2 separate regions of the Ovis aries genome follow, and region 2 is linked to region 1. Evidence: chromatin contacts called from public Hi-C data. All regions are on one chromosome and are shown on one strand. Each heading gives the region's core, a stretch centred on a gene start, on an enhancer-like site or on the middle of the called end of the contact. The rest is flanking DNA. Distances are from core to core; before and after follow the strand shown.

The links. Hi-C and Micro-C count contacts between places; a contact is called where the count stands out from the background.
Region 2: a contact with region 1 is called in a Hi-C map of skin fibroblasts, with 2.2 times the contacts expected there. The contact joins the promoter of CAPZB here to the enhancer-like site in region 1. A contact is called at or near these places in 3 of 16 Hi-C or Micro-C datasets (hypothalamus, skin fibroblasts and tail adipose tissue).

The regions. Positions count from the first base shown.
Region 1 is chr2:246,766,441-246,769,140 of ARS-UI_Ramb_v3.0, forward strand. NBL1 (NBL1, DAN family BMP antagonist) reads right to left here. Exons shown (of 5, transcript XM_060411486.1): 2 at 249-2,700. Among named protein-coding and RNA genes, the nearest start is that of NBL1, 5.4 kb to the right of the region's middle. Within about 2 kb of position 1,316, at least 5 of the 54 cell types and tissues checked have an H3K27ac peak or open chromatin away from gene starts, as enhancers often do.
Region 2 is chr2:246,876,826-246,879,525 of ARS-UI_Ramb_v3.0, forward strand. It overlaps CAPZB (capping actin protein of muscle Z-line subunit beta), which reads left to right and starts at 1,335. Exons shown (of 9, transcript XM_027965602.3): 1 at 1,335-2,700.

The sequences.
Region 1 (2,700 bases), core at 66-2,565:
CTATTATTATATATTCGTTTGAAGTGATCAAATTACGTTCTGCCAGGCTCAGACTGGCTAGACCAGGAATAAAGATGACTGACAGTTGATAATGAGCTCCTTTTTCTAGTCCCAGTTTCTTCCCTATTAAAGACTCAGCTTCTACCCACTCCTGAATTCCTCCAGGATTCCTGACATCGTCTTCCTTCACTTATGTCTACTGGCTCTGAGCGCCCTTAAGTGAGGATCACACAACTGAAGCCAATTACCTGGAATGCGGAATCAGGATGAAGGCGGTCCTGTTTCCTACCAGAGCAGAAGCTCCTGGAGGCCTTGGGTTCCCACTGAATTTCTTCAGTGGCCTTTTCCCTCCTTCGCCTCTTGGTCTAGCACTGAGGCCGTGTGCTCAGTGACTCTGGTCTTTGAGAAGCTCGGGTGGAGTTTCAGGAGGCTTTTCCTGTTCGGGAGTGTCTCGGTGGAGCAGAGCGATGAAGACACGGATACTGGTGCATGAAGATGCGTTGTTTTCCAGCAATTTTCAGCCTCCTTATTAGCAGGAACTCATCAGAGATACCTGTTCTCTCCCTCAGACCTCACTCTAAGAACCAACTCCCTGAGCCCAAGGATTATGCCCTTTTCATTCTAGAACCGAAGGCAATGGCAACCCACTCCAGTACTCATGCCTGGAAAATCCCATGGACAGAGGAGCCTGGTAGGCTGCAGTCCATGGGATTGCTAGGAGTCAGACACGACTGAGCAACTTCACTTTCACTTTTCACTTTCATGCGTTGGAGAAGGAAATGGCAACCCACTCCAGTGTTCTTGCCCGAAGAATCCCAGGGATGGGGGAGCCTGGTGGGCTGCCATCTATGGGGTTGCAGAGTCAGACATGACTGAAGTGACTTAGCAGCAGCAGCAGCAGCATTTTAGAACAGCCCCCTGACTACCAGTAACACCATGCACTCTGATTCAAATAGCAGCACCCCCTTTTGGATACTCCTGTTAGGTATACATTTGACCCCCAGTGTCTATAAGGTAGAGATGACCTTTTCCTCTTTATTGAAGAGGAAATTGAAGTTTTAAGAGATTGAGGAACCCCGCCCCCCGCCCCCCACCACCCCGACTCCCAGTCACATCCAGCTAAGTGGTGGAGCAGGAACTTGGACCCAGGTCTTAGACTGGGAACCCTACCGCTCTCCTCGTGTAAGCCCCGCCTCTTCCTACCCCCTGCCCTGCCTCTGTGGCGCCTGACCGCTTTAGCAGTCACCCTGACTCACACTCACCCTGCAAGAGGCTGAGGCTGCTTGGCGAGCCCTGCTTGCCCCGCTCGCCCCGCTCCTGCCCAGGTCTGTTAAGCTTGACATCACCCCTGGTGGTGTCCAAGGGGAAATGGTGCTTGCGGCACACTTAGAGTGGTGATGGCTTCCAGATGAGCTGGTGATTCTAAATTTAACATTCCTTTCGGTACTGAGAATTCCCACTTTCTCCCTCCCAGCCCTTGACATTTCTGTAATCAGAAAGCACGCAACAGGAGATGGTCTGTCTCAGCGCCACTCGGGGTGAAGGCTGCTCCAGCCCTGTTACATCCTTGTGGGGAGACTTGGCAGAGTTTATTTGGACAGGTTCAAAAATAGTCCTTCAACAATACAATCAGATTGAACCACGACAAGTAAAATGTAATTATGGCTTGGTTACATTAAAAAAAAAAGTAAACAGTGAGGTTTGGGAAAAGGAAAAGCAGAAGTAAGTACATAGATTATTTCCTTCATTCTCAATGTCTGCCTCTCCTGCAGGCAGGATTTCAAGACTGCATCCGCACATCTTTTGAAATGGGAGAGGGGATGACAATCCAGGAGACAGCTCAAGAGGGTGTGTTTCGAGGCCACTTCTCAGAACAAAGACAGACTTCTGCACAAGGCCAATGCAGCTTGATAAAGGTTCCCCCAGTGGGTCCTCAAACGCCGAAGTCATTCACATAAATGAATTCAGAATACATATTGTTCTGGGCCCAATCACACAGTGTCAAGTTTAGACCTCGTGTTTGTGTATGTTGGCAGGGCGGGCCGCTTCTGGGGCGCCGCAGCTTCGTCCTGGTGTCCTGGGCCCAGCGGGGTCCCCACCGCTCTCTCCCCAAACCCACGACTTCCCTGGTATTTGGTTCCAGGAGGGCAGGCGGGAAACAAAGCTTCACAAGCCCACAGGGGAACAGGGCCCCAGGGGACGTGGATTTCTAAGGAAACTTTAAGTGGAACAGAAGGTGAGCCTTTGCGAGCGTGCTGGGACTTTCTGCAGGCTGATCTGACGGGGGCAGGGAGACAGGACAAGATGGAGCAGTGTGCGTGAGGCCCGACTCTGCTCAGAGCCACAAGGCGGGAAGGCAAAGTGCTTTGCGGGGAGAGCAGCCAGCCAGTGCGTCCCTTGGCTGGCCTTTGCCCAGAACTATTGCCCCCTAGAGCTCAGTCTCTCAAAACACACGGGTGGTGTTTCCAAGATGCCGGGCAAAGGGATCCATGCAAATAAATGCCTAAAACCCAACAACTAATGAGACAGAGAGAGAAGTTGGACTCCAGCGTCCATTTCCTCTCCGTTTTCTCCTGGCATATCTGGAGAATTAGTGGGCGTGTTTTCTCTTTTTGTCTTTTTTGGAAAGGGGATCTGTTATTCTTTCTGCCTGAATAAAGAGGGGAAGATTGGGGGGACAGGGGAAATAGTAACTTTTAA
Region 2 (2,700 bases), core at 85-2,584, 110 kb after region 1:
GAGTTTCTAGTAGTGTTTCTAATCTGAGTACCTCTCAATTGCAAGAAATATCCTGATTTATGCTAATGAGTCTCATGGCCCATCCCACCTGATTGAACCAGAATCCCCATCAACTTAGATGCTGGGAGGCAGAGGAATCCTAAAGCTTAGAAATGGGGGCGGGGGGAACACCGAGGGAAGCGGCAGAATGGGTGGGAAGGTGAGGGCCGAGGAGGATTTGCCTTTCACCTACTAACGAACTAGGCTTCCCTGATAGCACAGCTGGTAAAAAGTCCACCTGCAACGCGGGAGACCCGGGTTCGATCGGTGGGTTGGGAAGATCCCCTGGAGAAGAGACAGGTTACCCACTCCAGGATTCTGGCCTGGAGAATTCCATGGACTGCATAGTCCACGGGGTTGCAAAGAATCGGACACGACTGAGCGACTTTCGCTTCCTAACCAACTGCACAAACTTCCCCTTTGGCTTGCTTCTCTCCACAGCTCTCCTTTTCCCACAGCGGTGGGTGGGGTGGCGCACTGAGAACGAGGAATGGCAAACGGAGGCGGAGGAGCAGAGAGGAGGGCGCGCAGGAGGCGACGCTGCCAGAGCCGGCTGCCCTGCGGCCACAGGCGAGGCGCTGTGCGCGGGGTTCTGTCCCTCTGGGGTGCTCTGGTCCTGCCTGAGCCTGTGTGAGCAAACTCCTAAGACCCTGTGAGCTGGGTTTTCCTTGTGGGTTAAAACAGGGATGATAGTAATAAAGTCCACATGAAATTGAGAAGCTCCAGTAATAAAGAAACCGCAGTGCTCAGCCTTCAAGCGTGAAGCGCCAGGTCCCGGGGGGTGGGGCGGGGCGGTTCACACCCATTCCCTTTTCCAGTGGACAAATGGTCCCCGAAGGCCGGCAACGTTATGTCCACTTTACAAGGAGTAAACCAGACCCCTGAGAGATGAGGGTTCGTGCTCAGCCCAGCGCACCTCCCTGCTTTGCACTCCGTAAAGCTCTGGATGGTCGTAATCTGTCGTGCTGACCCTCTGGAGTTCTTTCTTTTTTTTTTTTTGGCCATGCTGGGCAGCACGTGGGATCTTCTTTTCCCGACTGACTGAGGGAAGTTGAACCTACGCCCCCTGCTTTGAAAGCACAGAATCTTAACCACCAGACCGCCAGGGAAGTCCTGGGGCTCTTCTTAACGCGCTCCCTGGAGAGTTTTGCTGCAAAGGTCTTCTAGAGAGTTGCAGAGTACATTGAACAAACTGATTTGAAATATATATGTCGAGTGCCTACTGCGTGCTAGCCATCGTTATAGGGACTCAGCAGTGAACGCCATGGACAAATGGCCCTCAAAGAGCACTCCTTTTTGTGTGCAAGGCTGACCAAAACAGACAAGTAGGGACTTCCCGGCTGGTCTGGTGGTCGGGAGGGGGCAGGGTTCCATCCCTGTTCAGGGAGCTCCCACCAGCTCCATGGCACAGCCAAAAAAAAACCCACTCCACACAAACAAGTATATATTATGCCTTGTGATGCTAAGTTCTGGGAAGCAGAATAAAACAGGGAAGGGGGATTTTATATCCAATGGCCAGAGAAGGCTCTGTGATGACAGCTGTGTTCACCACTCAGATACTGAGGTCTACAAGAGCATCATCTCCATAAGAACAGAGCCCTGGGGTCTTTTTGGTCCCTGTAGCGCCGGTCCCCAGCAGAAGTTCGGCTTCTCAGGAGGTGCTGAATGAACATTGGTTGAACAAGTGAATAAACAAACAGCCATCATTTCAGAAACCTCCACATCAGGGTAGGCACGGGGTTTTGGATTCACGTGCCATCAGCTGACTCTTAGGGAGAACCTTTTGTGTGCCAGCCTCCACGACCACAGAACAGCCCTTTCCTCTGAAGATCTTCGCTAAGGATGAGGGTGGTGGCCGCGGTGTTTAGCCAGTAGGTCAGGACGGACTCTTTTGCAACCCCATGGACTGTAGCCCATCAGATTTCTCTGTCCATGGGATTTCCCGAGGCAAGAATACTGGAGTGGGTTCCATTTCCTTCTCCAGCGAATCTTCCAGATCCAGGGATCAAAACCCATGTCTCCTGCATTGGCAGGCAGGTTCTTTACCCGCTGAGCCCCGACGGAAGCCCCCCAAATACGAGTACATGCATGCTAAGTCGCTTCAGTCATGTCTGACTCTGCAACTCCATCATAACCCACCAGGCTCCTCTGTCCATGGGGATTCTCCTGGCAAGAACACTGGAGTGGGTTGCCATTTCCTTCTCCAGGGGGATCTTCCCGACCCAGGAATTGAACCCAGGTCTCTTAAGTCTCCTGCATTGGCAGGCGGGTTCTTTACCAATAGTGACACCACCTCGCAATCTAACAGCTGAGAAGAGAGCAAAGAGAACAAGGGAAGAACAAGGGGTTAAGTGCAAAGAGTAAGAGTTTCAGGGTCAGGAAGGAGTTCAGCAAGTGTATTGCCTGACTTTTTTCTTTTTTTTTTTTGATGCAAAAATAGCTAGTTCTGCTTTTTGGACTGAGGCTCGCTGAGTCAGGGGTTCAAAGAGAAGACCATGAGGGTGGGAGTGGCCGATGTCATCCACAGCAGATGGTGATGCCCCAGAGACAGGCTGTGTCCTCCACCCCCTCTGGCCCAGGAATCAAGGTCGGGGCAGACAGCTAAGCTCAGCTCCCTGGGGACCCCCTCTCTGCCTCTCTACCGGGCCAGCCCATCCCGAG